Regions from separate parts of the Sus scrofa genome. Here all the other regions are linked to region 2. The links are chromatin contacts, called in public Hi-C maps. All regions are on one chromosome and are shown on one strand. Each heading gives the region's core, a stretch centred on a gene start, on an enhancer-like site or on the middle of the called end of the contact. The rest is flanking DNA. Distances are from core to core; before and after follow the strand shown. Region 1 holds the start of CLDN4 (claudin 4). Region 2 holds the start of LOC106509660. Region 3 holds the start of MLXIPL (carbohydrate-responsive element-binding protein).

Region 1 (2,886 bases), core at 88-2,587, 60 kb after region 2:
CAGTGTCTGTGCACAGCCCCGGGCTCAGTGATGCCTGAGGCAGAGATTTCTGGCTCTTTCGCTTCAGCCCCTCCCCCACTACCCCCGGCTCTGGTCAGACTGGATTCCTCTGAATCTGTTCTGGTTCCCAGAACTTGCTGCCTTTCCACACCTCGGGCACCTTTGTCCTCATTGTTCCGTCCCCTTCACCTCGTCCCCCAGCCTTGCACAACTCCAGGCGGCCCGTCCCCGGTGATTTCTGCCATCAGAGTCCTCCTCAGCACAGGCCAAGAAGTTAGCGCCCCCTGGAGTTGTGCCAAGGAGCTCCCCCTGCCTGTTGAGCCCCTTTTCCTGGAACCCCATCTGCTCTGAGCTCCCCCTCCCCTTCCAGGTCACAGGGGACTTTGCTCCCATCCTGCCTTTATCGGACGACGGTTTTGTGTGTCTTCACTGAGTAAACACCCATTTGCTGGGCTGAGGTCCCAGGGTCTGGCCACGGTTTGCTCTCAGCGACCTCCCCAACCCAGTTTTGGCCAAAGAGGCTCAGCTCTGGCAGGAACTGGTGGAAATGTCGGGGGGCAGGGGCCGGCAGCCTTCCTTCTTTCTTTGTCCGAAGGAGCATCACCTCCCAGACCCCTCCTCCTCCAGCAGGGCTGGGAAGCCAGATGATGGTGCCGAGGGATGGGGAGGGCAGGTGATGGACCCAGGAGCCCAGGCCCCCCAGCTCCTGGTTCCTTAAGCTGGTCCCTCCCTGGTGAGGCGGATGCATGGATGGTGAGGCTCTTAATAGCCATTATCAGACCAGTGACGGATAAGCTGATAAGGACTCATTGCAGGGATCAGGGTACAGCTGCCCTCTGAAGTCCCCAGGGCTGCATCCTCAGATCCTCTCCCTGAGGGTCTCCGCTCCCGCCCCCGCCCCCGCCATCCACCCACCCAAGCCTGGAATGATGGAGCCCCGGGGGGTGGGGACCCAGGACCTCAGGTCCCGGACCTGAAGGCTCCCCTTCCGGCCCCCCAGGTATGTCCAGGTGCGTGTAGGCTGTGACTCAGTGTCTGTCTCCCGTGTGACTTCAGCATGGGCCTGGGGGCCGGGGGAAAGGGCAGTTTCCTCTGATACTGGCTCTCCAGGGTCATGACTCAGGGGCCCAGGGCTGGGGCCTTAAAGTGCCTTTGTTGGCAGGCTCAGGAATCTAGAGAAACTGGTCAGGGGGGCGGCTCCTGCGACTGAAACCCCTCCCTCGCCCCCGCCCCTCCCCCGCAGCACCATATAACCTCTCCACTCTGTGAGCAGGTGGCACTTTGGCGGCAGGAAGGAACTAGTCTGCGAGCGCTTGCTGGGCTTGTGCCTCTGACTCAGGAGAGACGCTTCAATCGGCTTTGCCTCTGGACTTGCGGTGAAAAGCCTCTCTTCGGACGCTGACTGGCCATCGGTGTTCAGGTGTCTGGACTCTAACAGCCTCCAGGGCCGGACCCCACAGCCTTCCTTCCAGCTCCTAGACCCCAGCAGAGCCTGAGCCATGGCTTCCATGGGGCTGCAGGTGATGGGTATCGCCCTGGCCGTTCTGGGCTGGCTGGGGGCCATCCTGAGCTGCGCGCTGCCCATGTGGCGCGTCACGGCCTTCATCGGCAGCAACATCGTCACGTCGCAGACCATCTGGGAGGGCCTGTGGATGAACTGCGTGGTGCAGAGCACGGGCCAGATGCAGTGCAAGGTGTACGACTCGCTGCTGGCGCTGCCGCAGGACCTGCAGGCGGCCCGCGCCCTCATCGTCATCTGTATCATCCTGGCCGTGCTAGGTGTGCTGCTGTCGGTGGTGGGCGGCAAGTGCACCAACTGCGTGGATGATGAGAGCGCCAAGGCCAAGACCATGATCGTGGCCGGTGTGGTGTTCCTGCTGGCCGGCCTGCTGGTGATGGTGCCCGTGTCCTGGACCGCCCACAATGTCATCCGCGACTTCTACAATCCCCTGGTGGCCTCGGGCCAGAAGCGGGAGATGGGTGCCTCGCTCTACATCGGCTGGGCTGCCTCTGGCCTGCTGATGCTCGGTGGCGCCCTGCTTTGCTGCAACTGCCCACCCCGTACCGACAAGCCCTACTCAGCCAAGTACTCCGCCGCCCGCTCCGCCCCCGCCAGCAACTACGTGTAAGGTGCTACCGCCGATTCTTTTCCTTTCAGCTTGGTTTCTCCCTGGACTGCAATCTGTGACTCCAGAATGGCCCTGCCACGGGCCGCAGGCTGCCAGGGCTGGGCAAGCAGGGACTGAGCCGGGCCGCTGGCCAGAGGCCCCTCAGCGCCTTCTGACCCTCTCGGACACCTTCCCAAGGCCACTTCCAATGCTAGCAAGGATGGATGGAAAGAGACTCCTGCGCTGCCCTCCTCTGAATGGCTGTGGATACTGGGGGCTGGCTCCTGCTGGCCAGGACAGCTCAGCCCTGACTTTGCGTGGGCTCTGCCTCTGAGTGGACAATGTCTCCTCCTTTGACCTTCCCCACTGCCTCCGCCGGCATCCTCTGGGTGGGTCAGCCAGCACTTGGGCTGTGCCTTGCCCACAGAAACCTGTGGCCATGAGATCGGCTGCCTTGCTCACCCACCTGCCCGTGGAACACAGTCACCGGAGTGGTGTGGACAGACAGGTTTAGAGGGGAGGGGCAGAGGTGCTACAAACTGGTTTGGGTAGTGGTGGGGGAGGGGGCCACAGAGGCTGTCCAGGTGGCCCGCACCCCTTCCTGCCCCCACCCTGCCACCTCAGGGCTCTGCCTCTGCAACCTCAGCGGGCGGACCCTGGGCCCCTCGGAGACTGGCCACCTCTGGAATCTTCCACCCCTGCCAAGGTCATTGACTAGCCTGGGGAGGGCAGGGAGGACAGTCTTCCTCTGGCCCTCAGCCAGGAAGCCCTGGGGCTT
Region 2 (3,039 bases), core at 335-2,834:
ACTCAGCCAGGAATAACACAGGTCTGACGGGAGAGTGGGGGCTGGCAGCTGAGCAATGGGGAGATGGAGGCAGGACAGCACGGGTTGCAGCCCCGGGATGCCTAGGAGACAAGACTCTAACAGGGAGACCCAGGCACAAGTGCAGAAAACCTATGGGCAGAAAGGACAAGCAATGGGATCAAAAGCCCAAAGGACACCTGGAACTCTCCATATAAGGGGACCCAGATTGCTGGCTCTAAGCTGGGCAGCAGAGTAAGGGTTCTGGGGAGGCAGTGAGCTAGGGCCCCCTCTTCCCAGAGACCAGGAGCCAGCAGAGAGGTCAGCCAGAGCATCTGAGGAGTCTCAGCCTGGTCTAGAGCCCTGATGCCCCCCTCCCCACAGACAGGTTTCATTTCCTTCACTGCCCCCCACAGGTGCCCGAGGATGGCCATCTCTAAGGGCAGAAGTGCAAACATTCTGGTAAATGGCTAAGGCCAGGGGAGAGGGGGGGCTTGCTGAGAAGGAGAGGGTGGCAGGGATCTCTGTCAGGACTGGGAGAAGCGGGCTCTGACTAGGTACCTTTGCGCATCCTTCTACTCCCCCTATCCAAACCCCACCCCAGAAGCCACACCCCAGGGGCCTCCGAAACACAGGTGGAAAAATAGGTTCAGGTCGGAATCAGACCAGGGAACCCTGGAAGGGTCTGGAAACGCCGGCCCGGGCTGCCCATAAGCCAGAAAAAGACTGGGAGCGGGTCTGATCCCTCTCGGACTAGGGCGGGCAGCAGATGCCCATCGCCACCGGGTGGGGAGCCACAGGTGATGGGAGCTACAGGTGATGGGAGGTGATGGGGGCAGCGAGCGGCAAGCGCCCGGCGAGACAGCGTCCGCTGGAGGAGCCCGGCCCCACCCCACCGCCCGGTTTCCGCAGCGCGCCCTGCAGCGGGGCTCTGGGCAGGGGACTGCTCTCGGCCCCTTCCCACCAGTCCCATCTGTCTATAATGGAGGAGGGGACAGGAGGGTCAGTGAGGAGACACCCTGGGGAGACCAAGACGGGACCGGCTCCGCAGAGCAGGGAGAAGGCCAGGCTTCTGTCCCGCCACTTATATCCGAGAATAGCCCTCCGACCCCCCAAAGCAAGGGGGCGCCGAAAAGTTAATCCCGGACCCCGGGTTTCAGCCGCCAGCCCGCGGGCCATCGGAGCCGAGCTCACGCGAGCCCGTGACCCCAGTGGGTCCGAGGGGCGGGACCCGGAGAAGATTCGCGGTCCCCGGCTGGGCACCGCTTCTTCCCACCCTGGCCGGGGACGCAGGGGCTGCCGTCCCAGCTGTCACCGAAGCTGGGCAGAGAGCGACCAGCGCGCTGGACGCGAGCGGCAAGAGGCGCCGCGCAGGGGCCGGACTCACCGTGCGGAGCTCCTGGGTTCGGTCCTTCATGCTCCCGGGAGTGGCAGCGGCGCCGGCTGCAGCCCTGTGAGCCCCGCATGCGCGGCGGCCGCCCCGCGGCTGCGCAGCGCCAGCCCGGCCCCGCCCCGGCCCCCGGGACCCCGGCCCAGCCCTCAGTCCGGCCCCGCCCCGCGCCCGCCCCGCCCCGCCCCGGCCGGTCCCGGCCTGGAACCTGGGTCAGGGCCTCTGGCTTCCCGCTCCCATCCTCACACCAGGTCTCCAGAAGCGTCACAGCCCTGGAACCTCGGCCCCCTGCGTTCTCGACGCCTCGTGATCCTGCCTGGGGTCGGGCCCCAGAGCCCCTGCTCCCTCCCCCATCTCAACCCTCCCTCGATTCGGCCGCTCAGCATCCCTCCTTCTGGACCCTGGATCTTCACCCCTAGAGCGCCTCACATCGCCAGGGATTTGCTAGAGGTTAGACCCCACCTCCCTCCTTCCTCTTATTGCCTTAGGACCTCCAGCATCCCTCTCCAGAAGCCTTCTCCAGCCCAAAGCCTCCAGGGTTCCAGCCTTTGAGCCCTTACCCTTCCTGTCTCTCCCCAACATCTTATCCACTCTCAGATGCTGGCCCTCTCTTTCCCCAGGATTTCTCAGTTCAATGCCTGATGTTGCGAGACCACCCCTTTGCCTTTAGTTCCCACTCCCAAGGGGATGCAGGAGCCCCTCTATCTTTGGGGAAGGAGATCGAAGTTGTAGTCCCATGTCCTTCTCCTTTCCCTTCATTCTCAACCCTGCATCCCAGCCCCAGCCCTGAGATCTTATTTCCTGTCTAGAAGCTGGGGGCAGCTAGTTTGGGGCCCAGCTTCTCTGGACGAATGGAAAGATCTTTGGCGTACTGCAGAGGGGTGGTGGGTGGCGGCTAGTCAGGAGCAGATGCTCCTTTTCTGCTCCCTGCCAGCATCTCGTTGAGCAACAGCCACATGCACACACCCAGCTGTCCCCTCTGTGCCCTGGCCCAGACGCTCTTGACCTCGAGCCAAGCACTCCCCCTTCCCTTCCCCAGGGCTGCCAAGGTGTTGTTTTGGAGCTGGACCAGTCCCCTGCTGCCCAGTGTGTCTGAGCCTGGCACTTCTCCCAGACGGTGGGCATAGGTTAGCTGGCTGGCAGACAGGCTGGAGACACTGTTCCAGCTATCCCTCCTTCCTTGGAAAGTCTGGCCCAAGATTAGCTCCAACGTAGCCTGGCATGAGAGATGACCACACCCCTTCCACTTGTCCAGACATTGACGGTGCCCCATTTGACAGATGCGAAACCAGGACTCACCTGCCAGAGAGCCTTCCCAGGATTTTGGGAAATGGGTGGCAGGGAAGGTGCTGCTTCCTGGTCCAGAGTAATTTCTGTGTGCAGGGTGACTCAGTGGGGCAAGTCATGGTTGCAGCCCCCAGAGCCCAGTGTCTGGCTTCATGGGGAGAGGGCAGAAGGGGAGACACAGCTCCTGCCCTCAGAGAGTCCTAGTGTCATGCCAAACATTACTTGTTGGGATGCACATTGAATGGTAGCATGAAAAATGAATAAAGAATGAATGTGGGCTCTTCACCTTATACTCTTTCTTTCTGGTACAGGTCTTAGTCTCATTCACTCATTCATCAAACATTACCCCCCAATAAGGCTTTCCG
Region 3 (2,991 bases), core at 489-2,988, 58 kb before region 2:
TCACAGCAATCCAAGCCCCGAGGCATGGCCCTGACCTCAGTTCTCGGCAGCCCTCTCACCTGGGCCCCGGCTGAGTCCTGATCCCAGCCTGAGCCTGAGCACGATTCGGTCTGAGCCCAGGCCTGAGGTGGATTGTGTCCTTGGAGGGGTAAGGGGGATGGAGGGCTGCAGTCAGAAGGATCACCCTCGCCAGAGGGGGGGCATCCTCCAGAATGCCCCCACTGGAATCTCCCTCCTCCTCCAGAAGCTGGCTCTGCCCTGAGGCTGAGGAATTAAGCCTCACTGGGATGGGCCTGAACCCACTGCTCAGGTTCCAGGGCCTGAGGGACCCAGGCCCCTTTTCTGAGGATCTGGGGCCTGGGCAGGAGCTGGCCAGATGCTGAGAGAACTTGGGCAAGATGGAGGCCGGGTAGATCCCTGGCCCCACCTGCCGCCTGATTCAGCTGCATCCTCCCCCTTGCAAAGGACAAGTGAGACCTTGTTTGGAGGGGGCTTCCCTGTCCTTTGAGGCATCCTGTTGTCCCAGTTTATTCTGTCCTTGTTTCCATACCAGTGGCCCAGGAAGCCTCCCTACATCACAGAGGGAGAGCCAGGCCCAGAGAAAGGAAGTAACAAGCCCAAGGTCACACAGCCAGACAGAGACAAGCACCCAAAGCTCCTAAACCAGCCCAGGCTGGACCCCAGCTCCTGGCCCCCACGTGTGGACTCAGGGGACACAGGTGGGGGCAGGGTGGCTGGGAGTCGGCAGGGAGCCCTGGCCTCCCTAAGCCAGACCAGCGTGGGTGGCCTTCACCACTTCCCTAGCCCCTACCTGTTGACTAAAGCCTGGTGGCTGGGAATCCACACGGTTTCTCTGTCCCACCATGACATGTGGCTTCTCCCTGCCCAGCCAGGAGGAGTCTGAGTCCTGGTCCCTCACCCAAGGGCCCACCTGGAACCAGCTTTACTACTAGCACCCACCCCTGCCCAGGGCAGGGGGACGGCAGGGAGGAATGCCCTCCCTCTTGGCTCTCTGGTCCCACACCTAGCTCCAGGGAGAGCCCCGGACCAAGATTCAGTCCCAGCCCAGCCAGTGGGGCCCGGAGGCAGTGGGAGTCCGTGAGTCTCCAGGAAGAGCAGGCAGGATGAGCTCGTCTGGGATTCTTGATCCTGAGCCCTCTCTGGGGTATGAGGTTTCCTCTTCCCTGCACCCCACCCCCGCAGAGGCGCCTGAGTGAAGGGGGGCAGGTACACAAGGTATTAACCCCTGCAGCCCAGCAGAGCCATAGAAGCGCCCCCTCCCCATCTGACAGGTGAGGAGACTGAGATCCAGCATAAGGGAGGCTCTGACTCCCCTTGTGCTAAGCATCTGCCCCCAGTGGACCCCCGTCCGTGCCGCTTACCTGGATTCCGCGGGATTTGCAGGTAAGGGAGCTCTCAACCAGGCCACGGGGTCTCCCCGGGAGGCGTCTGTCCAGGGGAGCACGCGGGATGCTCGGGGCCACAGCCGCTCTCAGCGGCTTCTCTACGCCGGCGGCAGAGGGCTCTGTGCGCTGCGCGACGCCGCGGGCCGGCTTTTAGCAGCGGGTGTGGACGTGGGCACTGCCCGGCCTCCGCCCTCCCGCTCGCTCGGGGTGTCCTTTGCCCCTTGATCCGGTGCCTCCTTCTCTCCTTAGCACGTGGGTGGCAGCCGCTCACCCAGCTGGAGGCCTGTGGGGCAGCCATGGCCCGGGCCCTGGGCCCAGGCTCCTGCCAATCCCCGTCTGGGACCCGCTCGTGCCCGCTCACCTTTAACCCCCCTCTCCGCGGGGGCTTGGAGCCTGGCTCCCAAACCGCGGGCTGGGTTGGAGAAGGGAGGAGCCAGGGGCGTGGAGCCAGGCCCAGGTGGGCAGAGGTGGCGGCAGGACCGCCTCGGTTACTCCCTGGGCTCCAGCCCCTCTTCCAACCTCACGTCCGTCCTGAGTTCCCATCTGGCTCACTGAACCCCATTCATCCCCTGGACGCCAGCTCCATCCGAGGCCCAGCCCTGAGCCACCTCCAAACTTGGCTCTCTCCCGATTTCCCATCGCCCTCACCGACCCCCACTCCCTTCTCTGCGCAGCCCCCGCGGCTTCGCACACATCGCCGCTCCTTACTGAGCCCTCCCCCTCCCCAGCCTCTGCCCTCCCTGGGCTCGCTGCCTCCTGGAAACCCCTTCTGACCTCCTTGCTCTCCTCCGGGTCCCTGCTGCCTCCTAAGCCTCCTCCCTTCCCTGCACCACCCTCCCCCCGCACGCTCTGCCTTGAGCCTCCCTCCCTGAACCCCACGCTCTCTGAAGCCTCTTCCCTCACCCCCTCCTGCCGCCTGGAGCTCACCAACCTCCCTCAGGTGATCTGCCTTCTGGGTCCTCACATTCCTCCTGATGGCCACAATCGTTCCACAAGCACCCTGAACACCCACAGGGTAGCCGCCCAGAGAGAGGACAGGGACAGGCCAGTGGTGGCCCTAGGGTCGGCATCTTGAGAAGGGGAGCGATGAGGACACCCCTACTCCTTCCAAACCCCCATACTCAGTGCCGTCCTGGGGGGCAAGCTCAGCCTTTGTCTGCACACGCTTTCCTCTCCCCATGCTCTTGGCTTGGTCCTGCCGCCTTGGACAGACACCCATTCACGGCCAGAGCTAGGACCCGAGAATGAAATCAGAGGCTGTGTGTGTGTGTGTGTGTGTGTGTGTGTGTGTGTGTGTGTGTGTAAGGGGCCTGGGGCTTGAGCCAGGCAGGGGCATTCATGAACAGGCTCAGCAACCAGAGAAGATACTCATTCCCTCTCCCAGGGCCTCAGTTTCCCTCTACTTAGGGTTGCCAGATTTAGCAAATAAAAATCCAGGAGGCCCAGCTGAATTTGAATTTCAGACAAACTATATGTATATATGTTTTGTCTTTTTAGAGCCGCACCCATGGCATATGGAGGTTCCCAGGCTAGGGGTCTAATCGAAGCTGTAGCCGCTGGCCTATACCACAGCCACAACAATGCC

Evidence for each region. A called contact is a pair of places that touch in the nucleus more often than the background predicts.
Region 1: a contact with region 2 is called in a Hi-C map of epiblast stem cells, with 1.5 times the contacts expected there. The contact joins the promoter of CLDN4 here to the promoter of LOC106509660 in region 2. A contact is called at or near these places in 3 of 47 Hi-C or Micro-C datasets (embryonic fibroblasts, epiblast stem cells and omental adipose tissue).
Region 3: a contact with region 2 is called in a Hi-C map of liver, with 3 times the contacts expected there. The contact joins the promoter of MLXIPL here to the promoter of LOC106509660 in region 2. A contact is called at or near these places in 1 of 5 promoter capture datasets (liver), 4 of 47 Hi-C or Micro-C datasets (embryonic fibroblasts, liver and skeletal muscle) and 1 of 2 datasets of contacts at active chromatin or transcription factors (skeletal muscle).

The regions. Positions count from the first base shown.
Region 1 is chr3:11,050,944-11,053,829 of Sscrofa11.1, forward strand. CLDN4 (claudin 4) reads left to right here and starts at 1,338. Exons shown (of 1, transcript NM_001161637.1): 1 at 1,338-2,376. The coding sequence starts at 1,500. The coding sequence ends at 2,129.
Region 2 is chr3:10,990,369-10,993,407 of Sscrofa11.1, forward strand. LOC106509660 reads left to right here and starts at 1,585. Exons shown (of 6, transcript XM_013995547.2): 1 at 1,585-1,837. It overlaps STX1A (syntaxin-1A), which reads right to left and starts at 1,478. Exons shown (of 11, transcript XM_003124422.5): 1 at 1,385-1,478. The coding sequence starts at 1,414.
Region 3 is chr3:10,932,519-10,935,509 of Sscrofa11.1, forward strand. It overlaps MLXIPL (carbohydrate-responsive element-binding protein), which reads right to left and starts at 1,739. Exons shown (of 15, transcript XM_021086328.1): 1 at 1,383-1,739.